Linked DNA regions of Zea mays: regions 1, 2 and 4 are each linked to region 3. Evidence: chromatin contacts called from public Hi-C data. All regions are on one chromosome and are shown on one strand. The core of a region is the stretch at or near the end of the contact, and the rest is flanking DNA. Distances in the headings are between cores, read along the strand shown. Region 1 holds the start of LOC103637104 (lysophospholipid acyltransferase LPEAT1). Region 2 holds the start of LOC100280066 (Nicotinamide adenine dinucleotide transporter 1 chloroplastic). Region 3 holds the start of LOC103635572 (cation-chloride cotransporter 1). Region 4 holds the start of LOC100280776 (subtilisin-chymotrypsin inhibitor CI-1C).

Region 1 (2,923 bases), core at 228-2,727, 340 kb before region 3:
CTAGAGGCAATCTAGCCACTGATCTCTTCAAGAAGGATAGAGATATGCAAAAGAGGCATGTCAAAATCAATATATCTTAATGGTAAAGTTTTGAGAAATCAAATAAACATAATTACATTATCACAAAAAACATTACAGTACCTTAGCAACAAAACTAGGAAAAGAGGCTGACATGTGATAAAGAATATCCACATAAGATACATGATTAGACACAATTGCCCCAGGCCTTTCGATTTCTTTAGACTGGTCCACATGGCCATCCTGAAATATTAATGAATTACGATAGCTGGAGATGACATAGACACAAATCAGCCATATATAATATTCATTCCACTCATCGTTCAACCCCCCCCCCCCCCCCAAGTAGGATTCACCTGTAGTCAGTCAGTAAAGGCTAAAACTACATTGATACTATATTCTGTTACAAATGGTGACCATGCTACACAACCACCACCAGAATTATCACATTATCATCAAATTCTGATGTCTGCAAACATTTTAGCTGCAAACAAATAGATGCAGCTCTTCCACACAAACTAATAGATGCACCGATGCACAATGACAGAGTGCACATAGTTACCATAAATTTAATCAATCCATATGCTACAGGTCCACTATCTGATCCACACAGGAAAAAAAACATGCTGCCCGCAATCAAACATCAAGGCTAATAGCTATCCTATATATTGTATCAAATACTGTTAAATATTACACTATTCAGTTCTTCCCTTGCTCACGAAATCAAGAGCAAAGAAGGCAAGCAGAAAATAAAGCAATCCGAAGCTTGCATAAAGAACTAGAACTACATCGTCACTACCTCAGCATTGGGAAGGCGGCTGTCGTACTCTCGGATCCAATAGAACCCGAAGACAAACAACATGGCGCGAGCGAGTGCGCGGCCGCACCGCACAGCCCCCGCCCGCCTCCACCCGTCCAACCGCGCGTACCCATCCCCTTCGCCGCCCTCCCGGTCCTCCTCCACCCGCAGCGTGCACACGCGGCACACGAGGTAGTAGACCACGAGTACGAGAACACCTGCCACGACACGGAGCGGGACCAGCACGACCGCGGCAAACGCCAGCCGCGCAGCCTCCGCTGCGCTCACGGGGCCGAGCCCCATCGGTCCGTACGCGTCCCGCCGCGCGTACGGTGCGTACTTCCGGTCCAGTTCCTCTATGCTCTCCAGCACCGGGGCTGCGGAGGGGGAAGGGGAGGGGGAGGACGACGAGAGGAGCGGACTGGCGGCGGCCATGTCTTCGCTGCTCATCTCACTGCCGCCCACGCTCTCCGGCTCGGACGGGGTGGTGATGCTAGCGGCTTCGTTAGGAGCCATGGCGATAAAGGCGCAGAGGAGACCCTAACCCTAGCGCTGACGCCGGATCGGCATGGTGAGGACGACGAGATGCGGATACGGTCGGTGATGACTTGTGCGACGAGGAGACGACGAGGAGACGGTGGCGGGGAGAAGGAGGATGAACCGCTGAATTTTGATCGGACGGCTGGGAAGTTAGTAACATGGTGGTGGTGATTAAGTAGAAGATATTTTAAAATTACATCGTCAACAGCAACATCAAAGTTTAATTTAAAAAGTAATTAAAGACTAAAAGACGAGACGAATTTATTAAATATAATTACATCTATATTTAATATTTATAATTGATATTCAAATATTTGATGTGACATGAACTAAGTTAGAAAAAGCAAAACACTCACCTCGATGCTGACTTCTTCGAAGACATGATGAAGATGTGCTCGTTGTTGTGGATTCACTAGAGGTGGGCTCTAATATTGATCACTTGTTCTGATTCTTAAAGGGACGCTAAAACAGGACAACATAATCAATGATAAGGAGCCTTCATTCCTTTAATCTGTCCAAGGGAGGAGGAAGATTATGAGTAGAAAATTGTTAGTATTTTATTTCAATTTCTCGTAAGGTATCAAAAACCAAGGCAACACAAGTTAAATACAAAGACCTTCGTCCTTTGATATAACACTTCTTCGGAGTGTTAGAACGAAGGATGAAAGTTTTTAGAGAGAAGCATAATGAAATAACACGAAAGAGACAATGTAGAACTTTATATAAAACTCATCTCCTATGCCTTAAAATTTTATTTCATCTCTTCTGATAAAGAAGTTTACAAGCATACCTTCGGCTGCTAGATACAGGATGGCATGAAGGTTCTTCGAAGGCTAAGTAGCACGAAGTTATGGCCCTTAAAAATGTAACTTATGCAGGGTACGAGTCACCTATTTATAGGGAAGATGAATTGTCTTTGTACAAGATTACAATCATGCCCCTTAAGGCTTTACACTCATTGTTTACAAATGATATCAGGGTAATATTGTATTTTCTCCTTTCTCCACTACGTAGGTCTTGGGCTTTGTTATATGAGAGCTCCTTTGCTAGTGGCAAACCTCTAGTCGGCTGCCTGTGAAGGCCTTATCTTACTACATTTCGTTCAACACTTTGATTTATGTGTTAAGTTAATGACTATGTGGATGCTTTGGACATCATGATGTAATAAAGTAATATTTATTTTTGCTAATATTTCAGTATTGTGTGATAATGACCAATTATGTAATCGTCGTGTACATGAATTTCTGATCCTAGCATGTACATGGTTCGCGTTTGGTTTACCTTCTAAAACCGGATGTGAGACATTCAAAACCTTTCTCCTTTCCTGAAGGTATCAGCTTCGGTTCGCACCTTCGCTACTTGAACGTATATGCGAAGCTTCTTCACATGTTCCTTCGGCCGAAGGTCACCTTTGTCCATCAATAGAAAAGCACCTGAAACACAATTACTTGCACCGACATGGAGGTTAAATGGGGACCTTCGGCACGATAGGCTCCCAACAGTAGTCCCTTGCGAAATGAGATTGTTTCTTCATAACAATCTTAGATCGCAAAATAGAAGAAATTA
Region 2 (2,948 bases), core at 333-2,832, 490 kb before region 3:
AGCAGCTTATCAGTTCAGCTGCTTCTCAGAATACACTAAAAGCAGCCAACAAGCAGAAGCTGCTTTTCACCAGCTTATCAGATAAGCTGCTTTTTCAACAAGCAGCAGCTGTGCCAAACAGGGCCTTAGTCTTAAATAACAGACCATCAATCTCATCCAATTCATTTACTCTTAAATAACCCCTAAATCACGTGCATCCAAACAAGTCCTATGACTTTCGTTAACGCGGATTTAATAAGAATTGTTAGATTTTTTTTAAGAAAAGGCAAAAACAAGGTTACACATCACGGAATAGTACTAGCTTCCGTTTATGTATTATTAGTTGTCTGATCAAAATAGATGTCACGGACGTTCGTACCACGGCGCGGTACGGTGTCCAGCGGAGTTTGCAAAGTGAAGACGATTTTGGCAGGGTTTGGTTTCAAAGAAATTCTAAGGAACTGATATTCCCAAGAGATTCCTACCGACTATAGTGTTTAGAGGTGTTTGAATACAATAAAACTAATATTAAGTTGACTAAAAAGTTACTAGTGAAATTAGTTAACTAAGGAGGTGTTTGGTTTCTAGGGACTAATTTTTAGTCCCTACATTTTATTCTATTTTAGTTCCAAAATTATCAAATATAGAAACTACAAAAACTCTATTTTAGTTTCTATATTTGACAATTTATAGACTAAAATAGAATAAAATGAAGGGATTAAACATTAGTCTCTATAAACCAAACACCCCCTAATAAATAGCTAGCTAGATATTACTCTCTCCAGTGTTCTATTATTTGTCGTTTAATACATTTATACTTTTTTAAAAATAATTTAAAGACAAATCAGTGTTTAGATTTAAAAATTAAATAACAATTATTTATAGCCAAAATTTATAAAATTGACTCAAACAACTAATAGAACATAGGAGGAAGTAACTAATTTACTAAACATAGTTTAAAGCCAAAATATTAGTTAGAGTATTTGGATGTCTATAGCTAATTTTAGTCACTATCTATTAACTCTAGTGCATTCAAACACCACTGGATCTATGTATTTTTGCATTGTAGAATATGTCAACTTCCCAATATCTTCTATTATCAAGGATGAAAGAGACTGTGGGATTCTGCTTTGGAAAAAGTGTCATCTCTGCATTATATCGTATGTTCAAAATCTGTTGAAACCAAAGAGGACTCCCATCTCTAGGATGAGAGAGAAATGACGAAGACCCGCCGCCCATTTAATTCCACAGCTCCGTCCTGAACGGCCCACATGGTCCACGACGTCACCGGTAAGCGGCGACCAGGCATCGCCGTGGGCCTCGCAGTCGCAGCCCCCCGGAACAGCTACCCGCATCCGCATGGCAGACTGGAACGGCTGCGAGCTGGCCTGGCTCCCTGCCATGACCGCATACACAAGACAACTGAGCTATCCGTTTCTCACACACACACAAAAGACTAATAAAGTTTTCCCGTCCACGCACACGGCATACGGCACACAAAGCGAGTAGAGACATCTCAATGACACTGGGTCACCGATCCCTGATCTCCGGGGCCTCGTCGTCAACCACAGCAGCCGGCAGCGCGTGCACGCAGCGAGGGTAGCGCCACACATGCCACTGACACTGGGCTCAACAAAGTGACGGATCCGCAACCCAGTGGGACGTCACCTCCCTGCACGGGCCCACTCTGTTCCAGCTTCCGTGTGTACACAGTACACCACAGCACACGGGCCTACTCACCCTCGCCTCCGAGGCTTCGAGTCCGAGAGAGCGCTTGAGAAGAAGCTCAGGCGAGGCGAGGCAAGGGATGCCGTGATTGACGACGGAAACGAAGCCGAGAGGGAGAAGCGAAGCTAGCCTTGCATACACCCGGCCCCGTCCCAATGCCCACCGCTTCCGGCTCGGATCCCAAACCCTAACCCTACTCGGCCGTCCGCGGGCCCGCCGCCGGCGACGCGATCGGGTGCCGACGCTGATGCGCTCTGTGCCGCGTGCGTGATTCTCTCGCGCAAGTAAGCGTTGGAAAAGGGGCTCCCTGGCTGCAGCGACGCGTGGCCGAGGTGCGGATCGGGGAGGGGAGGACGGTCGGAGCGAGATGCCGGGGGACGTCGCGACCTCGCCGGCGCCGGCGCCGCCGTCCGTGTCCTCGTCGTCGCAGAACCACCACCATCACGGCCCCACGACCGCCCGCGGCCTCCTCTGCCACGCTGTCGCCGGCGCCTCCGCTGGTAAGTGGCAGCGTTTGCGCGGGAATTCCTCGATGCATTTCGGCGTGTGGTTTCAATGTTCGGGGTTTCGGAGATGATCTGGGCTTTGGGCGCAGGCGTGGTGGCGGCGACCTTCGTGTGCCCGCTCGATGTCATCAAGACCAGGTTCCAGGTACACGGATGGCCCAAGCTTACCACAGGCACAATTGGAGGTGGGAACTTGCTCCAAGGATTTCTTGTCATTTTTTATTCATTTTTTTTTTGCTCTTGAGTTGGAAACATACACAAACCTGTTTGGAACAGCGAGCCTGTTCTGGTGTTGTTGAGTTGTGCCGAGAATGCAAGATGATTGGTACGTGGTGCATAAGCTGGGAAGAATGGGGTATTTGCATTTGGTTTTGGTCTGTGATGTCATGTGGACAATTTGAACAGATAGGTTAGAGAAAATCTGCTTAGTATGGGGCAAGGTTATTAAAACGATAAAACGTTGAAACACTTATGGATGAAATTTTGACTTTTAAACGTTTAGACAAAGTTTAAATGTAGTTTTAAGCAACATAGGAAAAATACCAGTATATCATAATTTCAGACAATAATATGAAGTTAAATACCAAAACAGAGAGGTTAGTGGCTTACCAAAACTTCACCCATGAGCCGGATTGGACCCCAAAAGTAACTAACAGACTGGGCCCAAAAGTAGCTAATGGTCTAAAACGCATGAAATACTGCGTTTTACAGTTTAGAACGCCAAAACACGGTTTC
Region 3 (3,211 bases), core at 225-2,724:
CGTCAGCAACGTCCATCGTCCCAGCGCACAAGAATTCATGTTCGGTCAGTAGCGACTTACGTGGTAGGTTGGGCTTCAGGTGGACGATGAGCTAGACGACGTGATGGCGTCGTCGTCGGATGCGGTGTCCAGAACAACCTGAGAGTCGTCGATGTTGGCGACAACCATGAGGCCTCCCTGCTTAACGATGGACAGCGCGGTACAGCTGCTCTGGACCGCGTCCAAGTGGTGGCTTCGCGGGAGCTTGTCGTACACAGCGGCGCATGCGACCACGTAAGACTGCTTTTAGAGGTCGAACTAACAGTCGCCAAGCTTCTTCTCGTCATCGATGAGCGACGCTAACGTGAGTGCCTCCTGCTCATGGTGTTTGTTCGGAGTTTCAAGTAAGAAACATGGATTCATGCTTGGCGTTGGTTTATGGAAATGACTCAGAAGTCTGATCTATGGAAAAAAATATTACGGAGAAAAATGTCACGCATGCAAAAAAAAAAGAATTTAAGTATAATACATTATGCAAACAAAATAAATTGCATGCAAAGCTCTTCTTTAAATAATATTATCTCCATCCAAAAATCTAATTCAAGAATCTCGGTGATACTTATCTACTACTACGCATTGTGAAAGGGTAGCAAGTGAGCTTGGTGAGAGATGTAATAGATGTGTTTCCTGTCATAAATGTAGACATAAACACATATGTGGTGTAGTGGTAGCTACTCCTAGCCTTTGCTTAAGAGGTCACGGGTTCAAATCCCCTTGAGGACATGTGTTTTTTTTAATTTTAGCTAGACGTGGACTGTACGGGGGAATGATGGGAATGACAGGTGGCAGAACACGGGAATGACCGACTACCCTTGCAGCCTTAATAGTAGTAGAGATATATTGATATTGGTCTTGCAATGGTTCTAAAATTCGAATCATCGATTTCAAACATGACCTAAATTGCAAAATGCAGAAATAAAAATGTAACATGCAGCGAAATTATTTTCCACATAGTAGCTCCAAGTTTATTGATAAAAAATAAAAGAGAATAAAAACAGAATAGATATAACACTAATTTCATATAAAAAATGCTTTGGGGGAGTCTCTCGGATTGCCAAATGTGGGGACAAGAAAGGATAAAATAGTAGCTTTTTAAATTTAGCAACATTGTTTAGGGTACCATTCGAGACATGTTTTTTTTCTAATAACTTCTTAAACTGAAATTTAGGAACCTTTTTACATAATAGTTGGAGATGGTCTAAAAACAGTGCAGAGTGAGCAATTAAACCCATATCCCGCTGCTCGAGAAATTTAGGTTTAACTATCAAACCACATGTACCTTTGTGTTTACAAATAAACAATAATTACATTTAAATTAATATCTTAATAACTATTTATATGATATATAAAAATTCGCAGCAAAAACACGACTAAAATTTAGCGAAAACCGGCCCAAAACGGCCGATTCTACGTTCGCAAAAAAGGACGATTCTACATTCGCAAGGCATAGTACGAAAAAAAACAGAGTAGTAAAAAAAAAGCGAGTTTCATGTCTTTACTTCCTCTGACCGTTGCCCACCTTCCGCAGCCGCCGCCACTGTCGCCGCTGGCGTCTCCTCCTCCTCCGCCACTGAAACCGCTATCGCCTCCCACCACCTCCTCCAGGTAAGCGGAGCATCCGGAGACCTCTCTCCGTTCCCCACCTGTTGCGCAGGCGCTGCTCCTCCCGCTAGCACGCGCCGCTGCGGATCTGGATCCGACGCCGGCTGTGCGGGGTTAGTTAGCGTGTGTACCTCTGAACTCTGGATCTCACCGGGATGTGTTCCGCAGCGTTCCCGAGGGATGGAGAACGGTGGAATCGAGGAGGCCGACGACGCACCGCCAGTGCCCTCGCCGCCCAATGGGCGGCGGTACCGGCCGGTCGGGTCGAGCGACCGCGCTGTGATCCAGATGACTTCCATGGAGCCGGGATCCTCCTCTTCCACAATCGATGCCGTCGTGACTCCCCAGCCGCCAAGGTGATGCGGACTCTAATCACATTTGCAGGTTTCGCGAGCAATTTGTTATGTCACGTGCTAGCAGATCGCATACGTGCTGAATTCAGAGGTTACTGCTGCGTGGATAACTAGTATAGTTGCTGCGAAATAGTGTGTGCATTCTCTTGGACATGAATTGTTTAGGACATGGGGTGTTGAACGGAGTAAGTGGAGAGTAGCGGTGGACTGTTGAGCATACTCAATCTGGGATGTTAGGAAACACTGAAATTACTATTTTGGGCCTTGGGTTGCTTCTTCCTATTTAAAACTGTGGTCATCAGGAGCAAGTCTGTGAGACCATGTCTGCCACATCTGTTTTCTGTTTTATGGGAGCGCCTGCAACTGCAATGCCACCATTGTTGAAATCAGTAGTGATAATATGGATGCCTGATGCCTCTTTCTTTTCTAGAAGATTGGATGCTTGACCGATGCTGAAATTGTTATTGAATTCAATAAATATTGAAACCACTACCGATTGCTTTGAAAATAGTCAGTTGCTCCATAGTGATGGTCACTTCTGATTGGTACAATGCTTCGATCATTAGTGGTAGTTTGAATTCTAGCCATTTCCTCTGTCCTAATATTTTTTTCAACTTCTAACCATAACTTAAATCATGCCTTGTGTCAAGCAACTGTTGGCTTGTCGATGTAGATTTAAGTTTTGTGTTTAGAGTGTTTGATGTCAGTTTGTAATACTTGAAAACATGGTTATTAAAGCGGTAAAACGATAAAACGTTAGGATACACCTTTTCAACATTTATACGTTGAAACGTCCTTTTGGACTTGACATAAAACAATAGGATAGTATATGTTTATACTCGTAAGTTGAGTACTTGAGTTCACTAAACAAATATCATAAAGGGAAATGGATCAAGTTCAACCACAAAAGTCTATGCAACATGCAAGTTAGAATTTGCTTATAGGATCAGTAACCATCATCATCCAACTCATCAATATCAACAGCATAAGCATCAATGTCTTGATTATCACCATCTTTTCCACTATTGCTTGCTTCAATTTCATCTGGTTGCTGGCACCTAGTGGAGCTAGAGGGCGGCGCTGGCTGCTAGCGGCGAGTGATGGGTGGTGGCGCTAGCGGAGGGAGGAGGGAGACAGCGCTGGAGCGGGCAACACTAGAGGCGACATTGGAGGATAGGAGGGATACAGACATCGCTAGAATACATGAGCTGGAAGGC
Region 4 (3,209 bases), core at 557-3,056, 360 kb before region 3:
CGAGCTCCGACGCGAGGTACTCGTACGTGCCCACACAGTCCTTGGAGCTCGCCGCCATCGGCTCGACCATGAACTCGAACCGCTCCTTGCCGTCGATCTCCTGCTCCTCTTCACCGCCGCCATTGCTGGGGCCAGAGAAGCACGACGGGAGGAGGGCGATCCTCCTGCGGCGGCTGGGCGGCGGGCGTTGCGGGCGTGCGGAGCGGCTGGCTGGCGGGCGGGCGGGCGGGCGGTTCGCGCGGCGAGATTCGCGGCGGGCGTGCAGAGCGGTAGCGGCGGGCGTGGATATTCGCGGCGGGGTTAGGCAGGCGGACGTAGGGAGGCGGCGGCGGGATGGAGAGTCTGCACACCAAGATTTCTGGAGGCAGAACACGCGCATGTGGACGCCTACACTGAGTACTTAATTAGTTGTAAAGATTTTATGAACATATGATCCTTAGCAAACAAGTTTCAATTTATAAATGTTTCATATTTGTTTTGGTTGTGTTGGCATCAATCACCAAAAAGGTGGAGATTGAAAGAAAAATGTGATTTAAATCATTTCTATATTGGTTTTGGTGTTGGATGACCATATAAGGGGATGAGGTATTTTATGTCGCTTTGACAGTTAATACGTGTATGTGTAGTGTGGTATTGGAATTCAACGTGGATTTATAAACCAACAAATTACTAGTTAGAGCAACTCCAAAAGAACGTATAAACTAACCCTAAAATAGATATTAGTCAAGAATAGTGGTTTTTCTTATTCCAACAGCTCACTCATTCTTCCCCCAAAAAATTAGCGTCCCGCATCCACAGCCTCTTCTCCCTCATATTTTGGTGTGTTCTATCCCTCCCCAATCCATTCCTCAACGTATCAGATCATCCACGGTCTCCCGACGACTGTACAGATTGTGCCACATGTCACATTTAAAGAAACTGTTTGAGTACCCATCATAATTCACTCTTAAATTTTTTTAGATTGCTCTTAATAATCAATTTTTAGGGTAAAATTTTTAACATCCTTTTGGAGTTACTCTTATGGCTACTTTGGGAACCTCAAATCCCCTTCGAAATTGGAGGGGATTGGGGTGGAAATGAACTAATTTCCTCTCCAATCTCGAAGGGGATTTGAGTTTCCAAACTAGCCCTAAGATAAATTGGTCCTGCGGAAGCAACGGCGACACCCGAGGCTCGAGCCCTCTATGGCTCCTGCATCCTGAGTCTATGAAGCTCTACTAAAACATCCTCTAAAATTTAAAATATACATGATATAATGTAGAAGAGACTCATATACTATAGCGGTTTAATTTGATGATCCCTCCTAGTTTTTTTCCTTGGCTCCGCCCTTGCTTACTCAAAAGAATTTCAAGAGAATTTATTCGGATAGAAGTACTCCCAAATATATACGGGTTATATATAACTCGGCCGTTTTTGAATAATATGGTCGTAAAGCTGCATCTTGAAAGTTAAAATACGAGTGCATAATACTGTATATAACACCGCATACAACTAAGATGAGCTTCGACTGGATAGAACTGAAGTAACGACACTATTTGCCCTAGCCGATCTTGGGGACTTGTGCCACGTTGCCGGCCTTGTCGAAGAAGACGCGGACGCGCTTGGTGTTGAAGTCATCGGTCACGGCGGAGTCGACAGGCACAAGGATCACCTGGATGTCCGGGCGGTCCTCCTGGATCTTGCGCTTCGCCACCTCAGCAGGCATCCCCTCCACCTCCGGCCACGATGTCTTAGTGCTATGGCTATGGCTCATTTTCACTCACGGACTGCGTCCAATGGATAGCTAGCTGATGGATCGATCCTCTTTGGTTTTGCGCATGGATAGCTTGCTATATATATAGATGGGAACCAGAAGAGACCAGGCATCGTTCACATGGGATGCGGGATGCCTTTGCGTCATTTGGCTTCGAATTCAAGCTGACATTTGGTGCAAGCAAACCAAACCACACCCTTGGCATCTCTCGCTTCGCTTCTTCTTTTTTTTTTCTGGGTTCTGCGCCTTGTGGGTGTCGGATGCGGCCGGCTTGGAACGAGTCCGTCTCCGTGGCCTGCGTGTTCTGTCCTAGTTCCACGGCCGGCATTGCAATTTCGGCGCCGATGCAAACGACGAATTCCGCAGCGTTTTAAATACCATGTTAAATACCATGGTATAGCTAAAATCCCAATATTTTTAGAGTCTTGGATACTATGGTCTAGACCATAGTTTTTGCCGGGCGCGTGCCCTTCACGCCTCACTCTCGCCATCTCACGTCTTCTTTTTCCCACTCCTGGACACACACCACTTTTCCCGTTTCTCTTTGCATCTCCATCCTCTCCGCCGCTACCACTTCCGTCGTCGTTGCCGATGTTGACGACGCCCGCCCATGAGCTCAAAAATCGGAACAGCAAAGTCAGGGATGGTCGCTCATTCCAAACAAAATATATATCCTGGGCTCCGATGAAATGCCCTAGCAGTGGCGAGGTCGGGGGAGAGGTGTTAGAGGGTTTTTAGCGGCCGCAGGGTGGTCTGCGCAAGTCACCCGTAGGGGCGAGGGGTGTTTGGTTTCATGACCTAGAGTTTAGTTTATGTCGTATCATATGTTTGAATGCATTTGCAAATATTAAATATACTTTAATTATTATAAAACTAAATACAGTATAAGACTAAATAGTGAGATAAACTTATTAAACCTAATTAATTCATGATTAGCATCATAACATCAATAATCGAATTATGGACTAATTAGGTTTAATAGGCTCATCTTATCATTTAATCATTATTTATGTAATTAAATTACATTTAATACTTGTAACTAGTAACATCTAAATATTCGATGTGGCAGGGACTAAAATTTAATAAGAAGAACAAGCAGCCTTCTTAATCATGTCCTCCAACTGAGAAAGGTCTTTCTCTTCTTTGGCCAGTGCCATAAAGTGCATTTTTCTTGTATGTGTTTTGAGTTATCTAGAAAAAAAACAATCTATATAGATTCTTGATTTATATCCAGAGCTCTATCGCTGCCCATGGCATTGCACGCCGTACTTCTCTTGGGGGGGAAAGGGATTAATAAATACTCCCACCATCCCAATTTATAATCATTTAACTTTTTATTAAGTTTAACTCACTCGTCTTATCCAAATTTTGAAATAAAAAAATCAAAGTTATACTTAAAGTATATTGTATACTTAACAATATCATGGAAAAATGAATAATAACTATGGATTATTTT

Evidence for each region. Hi-C and Micro-C count contacts between places; a contact is called where the count stands out from the background.
Region 1: a contact with region 3 is called in a Hi-C map of tassel, with 3 times the contacts expected there. The contact joins the promoter of LOC103637104 here to the promoter of LOC103635572 in region 3. A contact is called at or near these places in 6 of 25 Hi-C or Micro-C datasets (bundle sheath, ear, endosperm and 3 more) and 1 of 3 datasets of contacts at active chromatin or transcription factors (leaf).
Region 2: a contact with region 3 is called in a Hi-C map of ear, with 2.9 times the contacts expected there. The contact joins the promoter of LOC100280066 here to the promoter of LOC103635572 in region 3. A contact is called at or near these places in 3 of 25 Hi-C or Micro-C datasets (ear, leaf and tassel).
Region 4: a contact with region 3 is called in a Hi-C map of endosperm, with 3 times the contacts expected there. The contact joins the promoter of LOC100280776 here to the promoter of LOC103635572 in region 3. A contact is called at or near these places in 5 of 25 Hi-C or Micro-C datasets (bundle sheath, ear, endosperm and 2 more).

What each region holds. Positions count from the first base shown.
Region 1 is chr8:95,696,280-95,699,202 of Zm-B73-REFERENCE-NAM-5.0, forward strand. It overlaps LOC103637104 (lysophospholipid acyltransferase LPEAT1), which reads right to left and starts at 1,478. Exons shown (of 9, transcript NM_001411375.1): 1 at 818-1,478; 2 at 142-261; 3 at 1-25. The coding sequence starts at 1,333.
Region 2 is chr8:95,553,352-95,556,299 of Zm-B73-REFERENCE-NAM-5.0, forward strand. LOC100280066 (Nicotinamide adenine dinucleotide transporter 1 chloroplastic) reads left to right here and starts at 1,583. Exons shown (of 9, transcript NM_001358393.1): 1 at 1,583-2,207; 2 at 2,303-2,398. The coding sequence starts at 2,336.
Region 3 is chr8:96,039,616-96,042,826 of Zm-B73-REFERENCE-NAM-5.0, forward strand. It overlaps LOC103635572 (cation-chloride cotransporter 1), which reads left to right and starts at 1,475. Exons shown (of 14, transcript XM_020543276.3): 1 at 1,475-1,644; 2 at 1,810-1,997. The coding sequence starts at 1,822.
Region 4 is chr8:95,678,581-95,681,789 of Zm-B73-REFERENCE-NAM-5.0, forward strand. It overlaps LOC100280776 (subtilisin-chymotrypsin inhibitor CI-1C), which reads right to left and starts at 1,807. Exons shown (of 1, transcript NM_001153698.3): 1 at 1,376-1,807. The coding sequence starts at 1,753. The coding sequence ends at 1,541.